2 separate regions of the Sus scrofa genome follow, and region 1 is linked to region 2. A link is a contact called in public HiChIP or PLAC-seq data. All regions are on one chromosome and are shown on one strand. The core of a region is the stretch at or near the end of the contact, and the rest is flanking DNA. Distances in the headings are between cores, read along the strand shown.

Evidence for each region. HiChIP or PLAC-seq counts read pairs in DNA pulled down with a chosen protein or histone mark.
Region 1: a contact with region 2 is called in an H3K27ac HiChIP or PLAC-seq map of alveolar macrophages. The contact joins two enhancer-like sites. A contact is called at or near these places in 3 of 47 Hi-C or Micro-C datasets (alveolar macrophages, heart right ventricle and liver) and 1 of 2 datasets of contacts at active chromatin or transcription factors (alveolar macrophages).

Annotation. Positions count from the first base shown.
Region 1 is chr8:28,425,924-28,430,783 of Sscrofa11.1, forward strand. No RefSeq gene overlaps it. Among named protein-coding and RNA genes, the nearest start is that of NWD2, 370 kb to the right of the region's middle. Within about 2 kb of position 3,453, at least 2 of the 83 cell types and tissues checked have an H3K27ac peak or open chromatin away from gene starts, as enhancers often do. A contact at or near this core is called in alveolar macrophages, where this site is marked.
Region 2 is chr8:28,157,409-28,162,557 of Sscrofa11.1, forward strand. No RefSeq gene overlaps it. Among named protein-coding and RNA genes, the nearest start is that of DTHD1, 160 kb to the left of the region's middle. Within about 2 kb of position 1,308, at least 1 of the 83 cell types and tissues checked has an H3K27ac peak or open chromatin away from gene starts, as enhancers often do. A contact at or near this core is called in alveolar macrophages, where this site is marked.

The sequences.
Region 1 (4,860 bases), core at 2,203-4,702, 270 kb after region 2:
TATTGAATCACAAATATTAATTGAGCCCTTACTCTGAGCCAGGTGACTTTGCAAAATGCATAAGTTTCTGTCCTTATGGAGCTTATGTTCCAGCCAAGACAGCCAGCCAAACATAAATCAAACAAATAACAAAATGTTGAAAAACAGCCAAGATAAATAAAAGTTGTGAGTTCAGGAGTTCTTGTCATGGCTCAGTGAAAACAAATCCGACTAGGAACCATGAGGTTGAGGGTTCAATCCCTGGCCTCGCTCAGTGGATTGAGGATCTGGCATTTCTGTGAGCTGTGGTGTAGGTCACAGATGTGGCTCAGATCCTGCATTGCTGTGGCTGTGGCTCTGATTTGACCCCTAGCCTGGGATCCTCCATATGCCATGCGTATAGCCCTAAAAAGCAAATAAATAAATAAATAGTGAGTTCATAAATAGAAAAATCAACACAAACTTTGCTAGTAAAGAAATCAAATCAACCCTACTCAAGCATTTTAGGAATAAAAAACTTCATGGCTGCTAATCTGGGAGCAGCCAAACGTGGAGTCAACGTAAACTATTTGTCTTCAACGCACTTCAGGAAGCAGATGGTACATGAAAGATGTATTCATCTGCCATGATTCAAAACCCACCTTCATTATCATTCAGTGTCTATAGGCACCTCTCTCAATAGGAGGAGAGGTTGGGTATTTGTCAGATTGAATTAAAACAATCCTGGTCCCCAAGAGACTTACATAAGTGACGTGAAAAACAGAAAATTAGCAGCTGTGTAAAAATATGTAACTGAAAATTTACCAAGTGGAAAAAAAAAAAGATGAGAGTGTTTGACACAGGCAATAGACTGAAGAAAGTGGGGACACTTTGGAAGGGAGTATGGGCAAATTCAGAATGCCTATCCTTGGCAGTTTGTTTCCAGGTCCATTTTACATGCTTTTGTTCTGCTCTGTATCACAGCACTCTTGACCCCTGTAGACTGTATCTTCCTTATTTTTGTATTAGGCAGCTTGACAATGGGAGGAAACAGGAGAAGATCAGAGAATTAGTGGGAGGAAAGAAGAAGCCAGGGTACGTCTGCCTGGTTCTCTGTTTGCTTATGGTGATGTCTTCCCAGTGGCTGGGTGCTTGCCTGGCTCCAGGTCCTCCTTGACAGTTCCATCATAATTTCAGCTCTCATCAGCCCCCGAGTTTAGTAACACTGCCTCTTTGCTTAGATCTCTATTTTAGAAATGGTAGCCTCTTCCTAACTTGTTTCTGTGTTGCCTCAATGCCTCTGCTTGGCTCTCCAGCTTTTCCATGACCTATATCCAGTGAGCTTTATTAAATCTCACTCTTTTAAAGATAGCTTAGGTTTGTTTTTTTCCTGGTTAGGACTGATATAGAAAAGATGAAGAAAAATGTAGAAGAAATAACATATATTTCAAGTCCTTAAACAGTGGTATGTCATTTGGGCTGTCTAAACTTGGGAAACAGATGTGAATATTATATGCCTCAAGTTCTCATTAATTCATCCTTCCCTTCATTCAACCATCTACAAAATGAAAATAATAATACCTACATTCTAGTGTTATTGTGGGAATAAAGTCATGCACAGAAATTTCTTGGCATTGTGCCTCTTTGATAGTAGGTCCTCAGTAAATGATACTTCATTTCCCTTCCTGGCTTCTTCTTGCCTCCAAGCCATCAACATCACAATTATACTTCCTATGCAGTAAATCTTAATCTGTATAGGGTATGGCTAAGACCTTTGAGTCTCTGTGTGTATAAATGTGTTTATTAAATTAAATTACATATATATGTAAAACTTAATCATCACAAGAATTCTTATCAGGCAGCTGCCATTATTAGACCCTTTTTTTCAAGTAAGGAAACTAAGGCTTAATGTTAATTAGTATGTCTCAAGTCATATAGTAAGCATTAGCAAGTGGTAGAGCCAGAAGTCAAATTTATGTCTGGCTGACTCCAAAGTCTGTAGGCTTTACTCTGCTCTATGACCTCCCATCATTACAAAGAGAAATCATATCTGGCCCTCAGATACTATGAAGCCAGGGAAAATATATGACCCCCCCCCAAATACTCCCACCTGTCCTACCCTTTTGGATCTAAGCTATTGTATAGAGTCACCTATAGAACTGGAAACTAGGTTTTTAGCAAAACTGAATAATTTTAGGGTGAAAGATAACATATCTTATGAATTTAGAATGGTAATATTTTACACCAATGGGAAATTCATTAAGAGTTTATAGTATACAATGCTTAAAAATAAAGTATATAAGTATAAAAGCACCTAAAAATGAAGGTGTATTAAGTATATTATACTAATATCAAAGATGTCATGTAAAGGTACGCATAATTTTTAAGAAGGGCAGGCAAAAATGCATTTATTTTTGAAACTATAAGATTACAGACACACTTTTAAGTACAAAATAAGACATGATGATGTCTGAAATATATACATATAAAATTATACATATATATATATAATTAAAGATCACATTATAGCTTACTAAGGATATTTATGGAAATTATTTCATAAAGGTTCTATTTTAAGAAAGTCTCAAACAGTTACATTGCTGAGACATCATGTTTTCTTTCTGCATGAGAAAATACATAAAAACTTTAGAATTAAAAAGATAGTCAAAAGCATGCCATCACAAAGAAATGACATCTACTTAAAAATGTATCATTCATGTCAGTTTTAGATATAAAGTCTTAAGTAACCATTACATCAAACCTCAGCATGGAATAATTAGCTTCTTAAGCATCATTTTTGTACTTTTTCTATAATCATGCAACAAAAATAATAAGCAGAGTGAATACTTCCTTATTTGCTGTATGTAAAACAAGTATTTCCTCATTATAATAAATGGTTCAAAAAAAATCTCTTACAAATTTGTCTTGAAAGACTTAAGCTGAACTAGCAGTACTGATCTGAGGAGGCATCTTATATTTGCAAGTGGGGGAAACACCAATAGAACTAAATTGAAACAGAATGTGTGGATCACTGAACTAGGAAGACTATCTGTGAAGAAACAGATAAAGTAAGGAGAGGAAAGCTGCAAAATACCCTCAAAAACAAGAGAATCAAGATGTAGTGGGTTTCTGGTCTCTACTTAAGGTGTAGATAGTGTGAAAAAGTATTACTCCAAACTTACAAAAAGAAAAAATCAGATAACCTACAAATCTGCAACTTTTCTTGAACCCAAAAAGTGCTGGGGTTGTACAGATATCAACTAACTGAAAATGAGCAGAGACGTTGCTTCCAATAAGAGGGATGTGATCACTTGCTTACTTGAGGCAGACACTGGAGACATGCAAATAGGTAAGAAAAATTCAGTCAACTTTTTAAAAATGAATTCCTCAGCCCAAGCATTGGTTAGCATGAGAGTGCAGAATGACTGGGAACCAGAGATACAGGGAAGTTAGCAACTCACAAGAGCTCCTCCATGGACCTAGCTAGTGCTTAGGAGAAAGATTTGGGCAGAGTGAGAGATCTGAGAGCGCCCCCTCCTGGTACATCCAGGGAAGGGTGGCCGCAGCTGCTAAGAAAAAGACATGAAGACCCATCTAGGATCCTTACTAATTCTCTTCCCTGTAGAACAAAGTGTTAAGCCTTTGTGGGAAGAGCAGCAAACTCTGTTGCCCTCAGGGCATGGGTGAAGAGCTTATAGATAGAGTGGAATGTAGGAGATAATAACCATCTAAGGGCAGAAAAATGTCTTGGATCTTGACCATCAGAGATTCCCCCATCGCATAAGGTGGGGGAAAACCTTGAAAAGGGTTGAAACCATAGCACCTGTCATGATCGAGGATCCAGGACAACAGATAGCATCTCCTTCCCCCCAACTCTCATCTCACCAGGAGTGTACTGCTGGGAAGGGAAAGAAGGTGAAAAGAAAGCTTCGAAGCTCACTGTGACTTTGAGTCTCTCCTTCTCTGCTTGAACCAATCAGATATACCAAAATAATACCTATGACTTTTCCCCACACATTATTTATTCAAGGCCATATTTATTAATTTTTTAATTGAATGTAAACCTCAGTGATATTCTAATATAACTTTTACCCAGCTAAATCAAAATGTTTACTTCATGATAAGATAGTATTTCTATCTTGGCTTTTAGTTGATTTCATGTTGAGTACAGCTCAAATCCTGAACATAAGTTGGAGAAGTTATTTAGCTTTCTCTTAGCCCCCATGCTCACTTCTATATTCTGCTCTGCACTGAAGAAGGGGAATTTGCAACTAGATTTTTCATGACCCGTTTTTAGCTGATTTTCTATTACTCCTGTGTTCCGCCAATAGGAACACTTGTGTGAGATGAAAAGATTGAAAGAAAGTAAAGCTTTCTGCTTCTGGTTCCTATAGTATGGCACTTGATGCCAGTTGATGGGAATTGTGATGTATGCTGCAAAGGTAGGATGATTTTAGATTCAGCGACCTGAAGAGAAGCAGTAACTTTTCAGAAATTTGAGCCCTGGTAGAAGCAGCTCTGCTCAGCAAATGCAGAACTGTCCATAATACTGTATCTAACAGGGCAGTGTTGGGCTCCTAGACTCCATTCCATCATTAAAATCGACTTTGGATTTCACATGATCACAATTTTTTATTCTGCAGCCACCTTCCTTTTCTCTTTTACAGCTTTATCCCTGTGAACATCTTTGAAGCCATTTCCTTGTATTCCATTCTCTGTGATTGAAATTTCTAGAGTGGTTTCTTTATTCCTATCTAGACCCTTCCTGATATATGTGTGTCTTAATTCATAGGTATTTCAAGAAGGAATAGTGAAGCAACTGGGACAGAGTCCTACGATTCACCTGCCAGAGGAGGCAAAGAGCTTTGCGGCTGAAATACATCATCTGACAAAGTCAAGTTC
Region 2 (5,149 bases), core at 58-2,557:
TCTAGGAAAGAAAAGCTTCTTTTTCTTCTCAGAGAAGCATGGGAAGGGATTCCCTATGCAGCTGGTTTGTGCAGTAAGAACCTGTCCTCAGTTTCCAGCCATCTCACAGTGACAAGGGAAGATCCTGCCCAAGTGTGGCCAGGAGGGGAGGAACAGGACTGAGAAACACAGGCGCTAGAGATGACTCTACCTACCTTGGCTTGGGTAGATTAAATGTCTGTGTACTTATTTGCACATCTTCCAGTTTGTTGAAGACTGGACCAGACTTTTAAGCTGTTATTTTGATTTCATGATTTTACTGATGGAAAACCAATCAAAGAGGTTAAGTTTCACTTATCCATGGAAACCACTGTCTAATCTAAGTAACTGTTCCCATGCTCTAACCAAGCCTTCCAACCAAAGAATGTGTAAAATGTCTAATATTAGGTATCCAAGGAACTAGAAAATTTGTCAGAACAGCATGCAATTTTGAAAGGAACTTTTCATTACAATTATGACTTGCATGTTCTGTGGTCCTGTACTGTCTCCAATGTTAGGAAGTTAGCATAACCAGGATATGGTTGTCATATCTCTCATTACCTGCTTTTGGTCTTGAAACTGAAATTATCCTTTGCATGCTGAGACTTTTCAGAAAAATGACCCTACATGATAATTCCATATTGTTTGATTTTTAGAGGAACTTATACAAAATAATTTAAAAACATTGTGTATTGATTTTATGCTTGGTAATCCTAGGAGAAGAATACTAATGACCATAATGCTTATTATTAACAGATTATTCCTCAACAACAATAAAATATATTATAACACTTCTCAAACTGTATATCCATTGTTCTTAGTGCCCTGACTGGGGAGAAAATCTTTGAAAACTCTGTAGGGAGCTGTGTGCTGAGTTTTAGTTGAGTCACATATACTATTGCTTATGTGAAACTGCCCATGTCTATTTTTTCTACCTCTGTGATTCATGTGCACTTACCAAGTATCTTAACTAGATTAGATACTCAATAAATACCCTACATATTATCTGAGAATGATTTAATACGCTTATATGTTCAGAACGTTCTTTTCCCCCAACATTTTTTTAATACTAGAATAAATATGATTGATTTATGACTGAGAAGACAGGAAAATTATATTTTTATCTTAAACTTAATGTTTTGTTATAGTTTTTTTTAGAATACATTAAGATCCTGCCTTAGATATTTTCTTAGGTCAAAATCTAGAAAAAGTATCATTAATGACACCAGGAGTTCACTCTAGCACACTAGCAATTTTGAGTAGGAGGATTATGACAAATTCTTTCTCATATCCCCATTTAGCAACCACACTCTGCCAACACTAAGCATTAAGAGGTTTTTTTTTTTTTTTAAAGCCCAATTTTATTGTCAGAAATGTTTGGAAATTGGCTTGGATTGGCAAAAATATTGCTGGGTGGCCTACTTTAAATTCTTTAACCCAGTCACACTTATCATTTAGAAATGGCAAGATAGATTTCATAGATGAGCTTTTAAAAGCATTTCCTCCTGATATAGCTAGCTCAGTGGTTCTGAAGTAGTGGGAAAAAGAGCTATTCAAGGAGAGAACGGGGTCTTTGAGCACAAGACGACAGAAGAAAAAGTAGCAAGCCAATGGAAGTAATGGTTCAAAGCACTAAACCAAAGGTAGAAAGAGAATTCCTCCTGGAGCAAACATGTGAAAATAGAACAATTGTATTCTGACATTTGCAGGACAAGAGAAATAATGAGGACATGTTTGAAAAAATGTAAATGATATATTTAGATCTTGCTTATTTCAAAGTTTTTCCTTTTGCTAACTCTCAAAGCAAGATCATTAGCAATAAATAGATTAAGGCTACATGGAAGAAATATACTGCAAGCAATTATTGGTAAATGTCTCAAAAGCCACATACGCATCTTTCAATTTGCTTTACCTGTTATGCTCAACTGAGGATACATTGTAGAGCCTTCAACACAAATAGTTCAATGAATGGGTAAAAGGATAAAGCCATTGTGCTTTTTTTTTTTCTTGGCCACTGTGTCTTGGTTCAGAGAAAGGTGATAGTTCAGCCCTATTCAAGGAATCCCTGTGCTTGAGCCCCAGTTGGAATTTTTCCTTTTTTCTTTTTTATTATGGCTACATCACAGCATATGTAAGGGATTTAATCCAAGGTGCAGCATATGTAAGGGATTTAATCCAAGGTGCAGCTGCAGTCTACACTACGACTGTGGCAACACCAGATTCTTTAACCCACTGCATCAGGCCAGGTATCAAACCCATACCTCCTTTGCAGCAACCCAAGCCAGCAGCAGTCAGGTTCTTAACCTATTGCACAACAGTAGGAACTCCCCAGTTTGAATTTTTCTATTCAAAGTAGAAGTATATTGATTGGGTGGGGCAATACCCAGCAGCCAACTCCCTTCCTGGTGAGGAGAATGTGACACAAGTGGGGAATAACATTTTCTTTTCATGGTACTAATGCAAGCATAACTCTGGCAGTGAGAATTATTGCCACACTCTCTAGGAAGGCTAGTTCCTGGCATATTTCTACCTTTAGCTTGTCTACTGATTATAGGGGAGCAAAATGGAGCTGGCCTAAGCGTTAATGTCAGATGATAACATTTGTCAGGCTAGAGCCTGCTCAGGAGTCATCTGGTTGATGAGCTGACCAAAAAAAATCCCGAGTTCCCGTCATGGCGCAGAGGAAACGAATCCTACTAGGAACCATGAGGTTGCAGGTTTGATCCCGGGCCTTGCTCAGTGGGTTAAGGATCAGGCATTGCTGTGAGCTGTGGTGTAGGTTGTAGATGCGGCTCGAATCTGGCGTTGCTGTGGCTGTTGTGTAGGCAGGCAGCTACAGCTCTGATTACACCCTTAGCCTGGGAACCTCCCTATGCTGCAGGTGTGGCTCTAAAAAGACAAAAGACTCCCCCCCCCAAAAAAAAAATCCCAGTTAACAAGGATTTATTGAACACCCATTTTGCACAGTGAAAAATCCAAAACCAACCTGAAAACCGAGTTAAGGGGTTTATATTATCCAGAGACAAACATACATCTCAAAAGAAAATTATATTTCTTTGTGATAAGGTTCATATGAAAAATATGAAGAGTCTTCTGTAAAAGCACAAAAGGGCAGAAATGTCTTTAATACAAAATCCAAAATAAAGTTAAATCGTTAACAATTAGTTTGTCACAAGACATCTCCCTCTGCTCCCCAAAACTCTTTAGGGTATTCTTTTAAAAATTTTTGTTTAAACTACATTACTTAAACTATTCATTGAATTGGTGAAAGTCAAAATTACAGAAGTCAACACTGCTAGCAATGTGGTTTTTTTAGTTAAATGTTTTGTTTTTCAATTATTCTGTCACGTGACTGTGACAGAATCAAGGTGTTAAAATGTAGAGATTCACATAAACATGCAATTATAAAGTTTAGCAAATTTGGTAACAACAACGACAAAAGGATAGGGCATTAGGAGACAGCTGAAAAACAAGAGACCGGAGGATGAAGGGAAACTTCCTAAGGGGGGAAATTAGGGAGCTAGGTGTAAACAGAGGAGTAGGGCTTTGGAAACTGGGGTCTGAAGGAGGGTTCAAAGGAATGGAGATAAGACAGAACCAGCTCTGGAAAGACGTTTCAAGCTCTTCAAGACTGCTGGAACACAAGGTATGAGGCAGAATGTGGGGAGAGGTGAAGCAGAAGAGAACAGCATCCGCGAAGGTCAAGTCTTGGCCAAGAGTCCAAAGAAGGAAGGGCATCAGTGTTCTGGGATTCCCTGAAACCATGCAGAGGATGATCTCTACTTCTGTGTGTACTTTTTTTCCCCAGGCAGCCTGTACTTTTCATCAAAATTTCAACATGATAGCCAAATGGACAATAATACCTATGAAAATGTGTTCAAAAAGCAGCTCTCAGAGAAATGCAAGTTAAAATTACAAAGAGACACCGCTACACATCTATTAAAATACATATGTATTTTTTTTAAAAAAAAACACTAAAACTACCAAATATTATGGAGATGTGGCACAACTGGTGAGAGTATAAAGTAGTAAAAATCACTTTGGAAAATTACCAGTTTCTAATAACAGAATCAAACAATTACTCTGTGACCCAGAAACTTCATTCCTATACTTCAGTCTCAAAATAAGTAAATTTTTTCCACAAAAAGCATTGTGTAAAAATGTTCATAGCAATGTTATTCGTTATCTCCCAAAGTTGAAATAGTCTTAATATCCTTTTACAGAAGAATGGATAAAATCATTGTGTTAGTATCATGACAAATTACCAACAAATAACCGAAACAAATTACCAAAACTTAGTGACTTAAAATACTAGTTTATTGTCCTATAATTCTAGAAGTCAGGAGTTATAAGTGAATCATTTAGGGCCACAATAAAGGTGTCAGTAGGCTACTTCCATCTGGAATTTCCAGAGAAAAATCAACTTTTAGGAACTGGGGTAGATTGGGGAGCTTGGGGTTAATAGATGCAAACTATTGCCTTTGGAATGGATTAGCAATGAGATCCTGCTGTGTAGCACTGGGAACTATACCTAGGCGCTTATGATGGAGCATGTGAGAAAATAGAATGTGTACATGTGTATGTAAATGGGTCACCATGCTGTACAGTAGGAAAAAAAAATCGTATTGGGGAAATAACAATTTAAAAAAATAAAAAAATTTAAACTTGAAAAAAAAATCAACTCCTAGAGATTATGCCATTCTTTCGCTCCTGAGTGTATCATTTCAATCTTTGCTTTCATCATCATATCAATTTGTCCTTATTTTCACCTTCCATTTCCCTCTTATAAGTGATCACAACGGACCCCCAGAATAATTCAGAATAATCTCTCAGCTCAAGATCCTTAACTTAATCACATCAGCAGAGCCTCTTGAATGTAAGGTAAGAGATCACAGGTTCTAAGTATTAGTAAACAGCCATTATTGAGAGGCCAGTATTTAGCCTAACACCAGACTGTTAATCATGTATTCCTATAATGAAATGGTGCTTGGCAGCAATAAACAGGAACGTATTCCTCCACATATAAAGATACAAATGAATCTCTTGAACCTGACGTTGAGCAAGAGAAGGTGCTCATAATGAGTATACAATGCATGACTCTAAACTAATCTGCAGTTACAGAAGTAAAAAA